2 separate regions of the Gasterosteus aculeatus genome follow, and region 1 is linked to region 2. Evidence: chromatin contacts called from public Hi-C data. All regions are on one chromosome and are shown on one strand. The core of a region is the stretch at or near the end of the contact, and the rest is flanking DNA. Distances in the headings are between cores, read along the strand shown.

The links. Hi-C and Micro-C count contacts between places; a contact is called where the count stands out from the background.
Region 1: a contact with region 2 is called in a Hi-C map of liver, with 1.8 times the contacts expected there. The contact joins two enhancer-like sites. A contact is called at or near these places in 4 of 6 Hi-C or Micro-C datasets (liver, skeletal muscle and whole body).

The regions. Positions count from the first base shown.
Region 1 is chr7:9,632,640-9,637,309 of fGasAcu3.hap1.1, reverse strand. No RefSeq gene overlaps it. Among protein-coding and RNA genes, the nearest start is that of efnb3b, 110 kb to the left of the region's middle. Within about 2 kb of position 2,684, at least 4 of the 9 cell types and tissues checked have open chromatin away from gene starts, as enhancers often do.
Region 2 is chr7:9,579,730-9,584,035 of fGasAcu3.hap1.1, reverse strand. No RefSeq gene overlaps it. Among protein-coding and RNA genes, the nearest start is that of LOC144410421, 150 kb to the right of the region's middle. Within about 2 kb of position 1,730, at least 5 of the 9 cell types and tissues checked have open chromatin away from gene starts, as enhancers often do.

The DNA.
Region 1 (4,670 bases), core at 1,435-3,934, 52 kb before region 2:
GAGACCAAACCTTTCTTCTTCCTGTGCGGCGTCCTTTCGCCCTGAATGGTGCCATTACTTGAGTGCAGCCCAGGATGGTAAAAATGGAAAGGGAAATAAAAAAAACACAGATTGTATGAGTGGTGAAAGGGCTGAGAGAGGGAGAGATGAATTTGCACACATCTCGCTTTGGCCTTTTTAAGAGGCGGAAGCTGTCTCTGGTTTGTCATTTAGTGACGAGCGCGTGAACGGAATAGGGTCGTGACATTAACAGCACGAAGAGGGAGGCGGAGAAAAGGAGCGGCAAGGGGGGTGGTTATGGTTGCAGAAGATGCTGGAAGAAGGAGTAAAAGATGGAAAAGAGAAAACGGGGAAAAAAAACAAAGGCCGAGAGGAAGAATAGAGGCTGATGAGAGACAACAAGGAAAAGTGCAGGACTGAGTCATCTTTTGAGTGCAGGAACAGGAGGACAAGAGGAAGAATGAGGTGATAAACAAAAGCACAGAGGCGAATGTTGAATTGTGCTGCTGCTCATTATATTTCAACGCATGGATTCTGTCGGGGCGCGCTGGAAGCTGTGCATCTGCGTGAGCGAGAGAGATTGCGCAACAGTTTCATCCAGAGACGCATGTCAGTTCACTCACTTGTATTGAACACATCTGTATCTGCACAAACGGACATTTGATGATCCCGCATTGCGTTCATGTAAGCTGGAGCCCTCAGCCTTTTCAACCAAATACTGTAACACACACACACACACACACACACACAATCAAATGAGAGAACACAGCAGGTGTCCCACAGCTGGGCACTGATGACAGAGAGAGGGAGAGGGCGTTCGACCTGCTGTGCGAACAGGCAGTATTTCCATACAAATCAATGGACCGTCATGCTAAGCTCGGGGACACATCGGGGGACAAGCCGAAGTCACACACACACGATAAAGTTGTGTGTGACACACACACACACACACACACCACATCTGACATGCGGACACAGGCAACTGCAATCACCTGCCCTTTACACTAAGAACATGCGCACACACGGAGCCAGCTGGCTGGAGGTAGCACTAGAGGATGGGTGAGCAGGCAAGGTTACTTTCACAGTCATCTGCAGCACTGATTACCTTTTGTTACTGCTCCTCATGACTTTGCTCTCTTGCAGAGACTTCTCGGTTGGAAGTTGTTTCTCTCGTAGTCCCGTCTTATGTGAAACCGCTAGTTAGCTTAGCTGGACGCAAAGACTAAAGATTTGAAATCTGTTCAAAAGTGCACTAATGCCCGTTATGTTGTGTGCTGGGATGTTTCAATTTAACTTTGGACAGAAGTCAAGCTATGCCTTTTGCGTCGTATTGAATGTACAGACATGTGTTTTAAGTGTCCACATCTAACGGCAAGAAAGGAAACCATGTTTTTTTACCAAATGTTGAGCTACTATTCATGAGAAATCTTAAATCTGCATCATCCAGTGAAGGTTTAGACACAAGTGTGCAAAATGTCAGCCAGGCCTTAATGCCAAGCTTCAGTACCCAATGCTGATGTGGCTGAATGGTTGACATCACATCTGAAAGTCATGTTTGGCATATAAGTGTGTAAATATACAGTACCAGTCAAAAATGTGGACAAAATATGTCTGACTGATACTGTGTGCAATAAATATACTTAGTAATGCTGCATCTTCATCCTAATCTCTGATACCCGCATGGGTTAAATAAACAACCCAGATATCATTCACAGTTTAATTAGTTTCCACATGTTTGGATACGTCTTCCTCATTTACTTTTTCATCTCCTTCACCCAAAACATCTTTGCTTGCATTAGAAGTTGGTGCCACATAACATGTTGGGAGCAGAAATTGGATACTTTTATGTTTTTGGCCGAAAAACTGTGAAACGCTTAATGAATTTCAGCCCAAAAACAGTCTGATGGAAATGGAAATGCCAAAAAAACGCATTATTAGTTTAAAAAAATACAACCCATAATGGTCAAATCCCATTGCACGCCAATTTTATCTGCCAGCATCGTCTTTTGTGATGGGGAACAAGAATTAAATATCGCATTAGAGAATGCGTATTAAGAGGATAAGAGCATCCCTACAACACTGACAAAATTGTCCAGAGATGAGGAGAGAAAAGGACAAAGGGAGCATAGAGGATGGAAAAAGGTTAAAGACGGAGGTTGAATTACCCTGAGTGCCGGGATGAACAAAGACGTGGAGGACAGAGCCCGAGCGAGGGCCATTCATGGTCTGCTGTTTGGTGAAATAAAACACAAGGCTGGAGAACGAGTGAGATGAAGAATTGAGGGGGGGGGGGGTGATCAAACAAGCGGGCGGAGAGGGAAATGAGAAAGAAAGCGGAGCCAATTCATTATTAGCCCGGGCAGGCTGGACAGCCAGAGACGAGATGGATGAAGGGAAGAGAAATAGAGTTCAGGACAGAGAGAGCGAGAGAGAAAGGGGGGGAGAGAGAGAGAGATAGGAAATGCAGACAAACAAGCCATCATCTATCCCATCCTCTCCCTCCATTGTTGCTCAGCCCCACTTAAAGGTCGCCACTCCTTACTTCCAACTTCGTCGACAGAGAGACTGAAGGACAACGGAGCGGAGAAGAGAAAAACCCCCAGTGAAGATTTATCTATCGAGAGGGAGGGAAGAGCGGCGGCGGGCGGGCGCTTGAGAATTCTTGATCATTGCCACGGCGACCAGTCACCTGGCAACCGGGTACACAATTGCTGCGGTAGCCTTGGCGACGGCGTGGTCGCCGTTGGATGCGCTTAGAGGCAGGCAGGCAGGCAGGCGGGCAGGTAGGCAGATGGAAGTGGTGGGGAGAGAAGTGTGAGGTGCAGGGCAGGAGGGCGAGATGGAGCGGTGGGGGTAGGAACAGGAGGAGTGAGGAGGAGGAGCAGGTGTAAACACAGAGCCGGTATATCACACCTCAACAAGTGCAGAGGATCGGCCAAATGTGTGTAAAGACATAATGAGAAATGTAATGAGCTACTGACCGGGAGAATGGCCCACCATATGTGACCCTGCATGAAGGTGTTTGTGTACCTTGTGTGTGTGTGTCTTTTCTTTTCTTCCACCCAAGCATTTTCCTTTTTCATGTTAAATGTGTGGCGGCTGTTTTGGCCCTCATTTGCTCCAGCACTAATGATTCTAGTAGCGCTGCAATGAGTCACATGTTTGTCCATAATGACGCTGACTAATCAGGACCCGCCTTACTACATTTTTGTTTCCCTTCACCTGGCCGAACTTTCCGGTGATTCACATGTACTTCGGATGAAAAGGGACAATGCATATTCATGTGAAACACCCACTTGTGTGAGAAGACATGGCATGACGCAACATCAATCAATGAAAACAAACGTGAATACCTGCGCATGCATTCACACTAAATTGATCAAAAACACAGTGGAGCAAGACCTCACTAGCACACGCATACTCTAAATGAGTCGGTTTAGAAGTGGACATTCTGCATGGACGTGATTTAATAGTTAACATTTCAGATGAGACTGATTGAGGCTTTGGGGCTCAACATTGCCAAAATGTAGTTGTTTTGTGTGTGTGTGTGTGTGTGTGTGTGTGTGTGTGTGTACTGTAGTACAGCCTATAAGCCCATTAGCCCCAGGTTAAGTGATTTACAGCTTCAGCTTTAAGCTCCTCCTGCAATCTCATCCCCAATACCCCTGTCTATCTGCTCCCTCGATCTGCCTACTTTATCTGGGAGATTACACACACACACACACACTCTCATGCACACACACTTGTCACTCTGCGCCTGTAGACACGCTGCCAGACACCACTTGGTAAAGACACAAGCTCGTCGTGTACAGACAACGAATACAAGACAAGAAATACACTGATCGCAAGCGTTGTGCGTGCGCCTTTTGGCACAAGACACAAGCTCGTCGTGTACAGACAACGAATACAAGACAAGAAATACACTGATCGCAAGCGTTGTGCGTGCGCCTTTTGGCCTGCGCCTCCTTATTAGGAGGCACAGGGTTCCTGGAGCCCAACACAAAGGAGGTGTTTCATGTGCTCTGTATGTTTGTTCTCATTGTGGATTCCCTTTGATTACCGGCGTCCTCATCGATGCATCTAATGTCTCTACGCACTCTGTCACTTTCTAATGGTGTGTGTGTGTGTTTGAGAGAGAAAGCGAAATATGTAAAAGGAAAAAGTGTGTGTGCGTGTGCGTGTGCGCGTGCGTGCGTGCGTGCGCCATCAGCCTAATAGACTTCCCGGCTGCTCTCTCACACAGCCACTTTTACGGGAGCGACGAGCAGCTTCCAACCTCGGAGACAAAAGGAAATGTAGAAAGCAGCTCGGAGGACAGATAAAAGCAAAAGGGAAGTGCTAAATGATTGCTAGAGCTCATGTGTCACCCTTCCAAACCTGCCTCCGTCCCTCACCACCTCCTCTCCCCTGTCTGCCGGCCCCCGTTTTTAAAAAAATTCTCCATTTCAAAGAGACAACGAGAAAGGGAAAAAAGGAGAAACCAACAGCGGCAAAGCAGCAACTGCACTTACAAACACGCAGACATTATGATGGGGCGGCTGCGGCGTTGCCACGACAACACACAGGGAGGTGAGGTGAGGGGGGGGGCGGCTGTGGTGACATGGAGGCAGAGATGGGAGAAAGGAGGTGGAGCAGGTGCGACTGAGGGAAGAGGGGGAGATGAAGGCTGT
Region 2 (4,306 bases), core at 481-2,980:
GAAACATATCGGCCTTTGATATTTCTGGCAGTCTTAGGTATGCCTATGCGGTTGCGTGTGGGGCACATCATGCACGAGTTTGTGTGTGATGTGTCAAAAGGCGGACATGTTGATTTAATGGCGTGCAATGGGAGCCTGAGCGATGTGAGTCACAGGTGTGTGGCGGTTACTCCGGGCGGGTTCAGGAGCAATGTTTAATTCCTATAAAGATAGTTGTCAACACTTGCTCGAAGCAGCTGTGTACTTTAGTGGCTGCTTGGCATTTGCTTCTCTGCCTGACTCACCGAGCGGATAGAAAGACACGCGTTGGCCTTCCTAGCCGTGTGCTGTGTACTCGCTCCTTCTCTGCATTTCTCTGCAGAGGTTTTCTCTAATGGGGGTAAAAAAGGGCGAAAGACCACGTATTTCAACACGTAAATAAAATCAAACGCCGACCCCCTTCCGTCTTGGCAGCGCAGGACACTTTCACAGGGCTTCAGGAAACATTTACAGCTTATTGGAAACATTCGAGATGAACAGCAGATGTGCCTGAGATTTTGGCACCGTTCAACATGTTCACCGCGACCGGTTCCCCCACCAGTCCCCCCGGGGACTCGTTTAACTGCTGCGCAAGTGAATTACCTGAACTGTGATACGTGTCTCTGCTCATTACCGGCGACTGTGATGTGGTGCTGCGTGAGGAGGACGGGGGGGGGGGGGGGACCTCTGACATTGCACACGTGCACTCGTCCACTCAACATGCACACACATACAGCACAGTAGCTTCAATGTACAGTGTGTGTCTGTGTGTGTGTTCCTTGTGGCGTTTGCCGCTCACAGCACACAGCTTGATGTGTGCCGTTTTCTCTTCTCAGTGTAGATGTCCAATAATTAGCCTACATCATTTGCGCTTTATTTTCAAGGACGTCTGATAACAAAGAGTCTCTGAGGGAAATGTGTGTGTGTGTGTGTGTCTTGGTGTGTGTGCGTGTTTGTGCCTCTGCAAAAGTGACGCAGAGCGAGAGTGGCGGCGAGCAGAGCGCTCGGTGCGTGTTTGTGCTCGCTGTGAATAGGTTCCAGATAGTGCAGCTGATGGTTATCTTTCGGAGAGCGCTCTATTGATTTGGCTGGGGTAAATAATTGGTTGGGTCTACAAGCTGTCATGTTCGGCCTGATTGCTGAGCATCGGTGGTCTCCAGCAGTTATCTTCCTCCATATCCCTCTTTGATCCTTCTCCAGCCTCCGTAGTCCATATCTACTTTTATTGATTAAGACCCTATATGACCATTTTCCATTCTTCAATTAGGGCAATAATCCTTGTCCCCAAGCAGTGTGTTACGAGGTATCGGACCGGCACTTCTTGTCCTGCTGGAGGGGGGCGGGGGGGAGGAGTAGAATGAGGACATTCGGAGGGGTCGGGCGTGTTACAGGCCTGCATGGTCTGCCCTACTTTTCCTTGGCAGTAGACTACATTAGCAGGCTACAACAAAGTGAGGTGCAGGTGTCGGGGCGCACTGGGAGTAACGTGGGGGCATGTTTCATTTCAACGAACTAAAACCAAGAAAGAAATGAATTTAAAAGGTGAACTATTTAAAACATTAAACTGCTGAAACCCGTTTGAAAAGGTAATGGGTTTTTACTAAAATGTAGTAAAGCATTTGCCTGCTGTCTCTGTGGTCCTCACCCTCTCCGTTGGGACTGGGGGGGGCGGTTTGGTGTCAGGTTCGCGGGGCCCTGGCCCACATGGTGCCGCCTCCCACAGGGTCACTGAGCCGAGGCAATGAGAAGACCATTAGCGCCCCCGCTTGAGTGGCTTTGGGAACTACAACCACCATGCGAGCCAAAGAACAAGGGGGGTTTATTATCCAGGGGAAGACACAAAGCCCTCTTCTTTAATGTATGGAGAAATGCCCCATTTACTGCAACTGCTGGATTTATTTTTTAGAAACTCTAGCAGGCCCAACATGGCATGCACATAAACCATGGCAAACTCCAAGGGAACATATTTAATTATGGTTTCGTAAAGCATAAAGCATGATGGCTGCATAACCAAGTAGGATACAGATACAACTGTCTCTGGGGGACATATGCGTAGATGTTCTCCAGTGGTTAGCTTCGCTCATGGATTATACATAAATAAAGATAGTTTAGCTGGAATATGTATCATAACAGCAGTAAAATGAGGTCCCGTTGCATTCAGCTGGGAAAACAGAAGGAGACTTTTTCACAGTACGACACTTTTAAACCGCACAACTCCCTCTCAACATTCCTTCATTTGTCACAAGCCGCTCCGACTCCTGGAAGTTTCTTCTCCCCGGTGCTGCGAGCTACCAGGTCTGAACCCCGGCGCCGCTTCCTGTGGACAAAGACGAAATGAGAGGGGCGCACTTGAATGAATTAAACGGTAAACTTGAACCAAGTTCATTTCCCGTCTTTGCCTTTTGCGCCCGGAGGTCCCGGGGAATCATAACAGAGCGGGTCGAAGCAGACAGCCGCTTCCCGTCACTCCTCTTGTCAGCGCCTCGGAAAAGTCTCTCAAAGAAGAGCCCCTGGGTGCTTTGTAGGGATTGGAAGATGGAGAAACACACTCACTAAAAACACAATAAAAAAAAGCTCCTTTTAAAAAACAGTCAAGTGTCACACACTGGTTTTCCAGCACCGGGTGGAATAATGTTGCAGAGTGGGGAGGAATTTACTAAATCACGTTTACAGCTGTGGCCCTGTAAGAGGAGGAGGGCTGCTGTTTGCATACGTAGTGCTGGTTTTAGAGGGAACCCTTGGTACACTGTTTGAAATCAGTCAGTGTGTGTAATGAATAGAGCTTTATTAGTATTATAAATGAGAGGAACGCAGGCTTCTCATTGTCAGACACCATTTATTTGACTTACTGCCTCCATGCAGCCCAGGCTTCCTGTCTACATCCTGATTTCAATGCCAGGCCTTCTGGTCCCGCCGCCCCCTCCTCTGGGTGACCCCAGCTGGTCTCTCGGTCTTGCACCTGAACCGGGCCCTCCGCTCCGCTTCCAGCTCCGCCAACCCCGTGCTTCTGGCCTCCTCGCTCCGAGCGTTGGCCGGTGATCGTGCTGGCACCATTTCCAGCCAACTCCTCTAGACCTCCTCAAGACCCCGTCCCCAGCCAAGGACGGCGCCCGAGCCGCGGAGCTCCTTTCCGGGGCGTTGAAGTGCTCCACCCCGGCCAACAGAACCAGCTTTGTCCTGCACCTGAAGCAGCTCCACGGCCGGGTCCAGGCCGGGCTCGGGGGCGCTGGAGGCTGCTTCTTCAGTGGGTTGAAGTAAAGGCCTTGGCTGGAGCTCTGATGCTGCTCAACGTCAACATTCATCTACTCCTCGGCCTTTGGTCTCAAACTGTCCCCACCGTGATGCTAGATGATGCAGCTGACAGCCAGCTGGGTATTGCCCTCATAGACCCGGGCGTGGAGACGTGAGACGCCAGCCGGCGCTGGACCGAGTGCGGCGTATCGATGTTGTTTGCTGCATTGGCTGAGAAGTCATAGAATATTGATATGGCATAAACACGTAGCGGGAGGCCATACTCGCCAATATGCCCGCTGCAGCGCGTGTGTGCGTGCCAGCACGCGTGCGCGCATGCGGTGGACTCCAGCTGGTGAGCACAGCAGATAAAGGATGATTCCAGGGTCGATCACTGAGAGCATATTCATCTTCCATCGGGGGGGATGATGTGTCATCTTAAATAATTGAGTAACAAGTGTCCAGACTCTCTCCCTCAGTGTCGTGCCTAACATCTGTGCTTGGAGCGCTCCAGGACTGCGGCGCCACAGCCTGACTCACATCAGCTCTTTGTGACGGGCCGCAGGGGGGGGGCATGTTGATGTTTTGGCACCATTGCAGTCAGTTTAAAAGATTTTATCTGAAGTTACCTTTTGTAAAAAGTCCAATTTAAGAGTTGGTATATTGTAACTTTTCAGACTCAGGACCGATAGATTTTAGCTCGTCGTGACAAGAAATGGCAAACAGCTTATTTCCCATTTTCATTGACGGTTTTCAAGAATGTAATCTACCATGTAGCACTGCCGGCATCCGCGCGCCTCCTCACTTTTGTTTTGTCTCCACAAAAGATGATGATGTGTTAAATATATCCCTCCGTTTGTCCCTGTTTTTGGGTGCTTTTGTCTTATCGTTTTATCCCGCGTCTAATCTACCCCCGTCTCCTCCCCCTCCCACATGTCTCCCGTTCACATCCTTATCCTCCTCCATCTGCCTCTCGTCCCTCTGTTTCCTCCTGCAGGTATTCTTTTTATTGGATGCAAAGACGGCTGAAGTGAAAACATTGTGCCAACAGATAGAC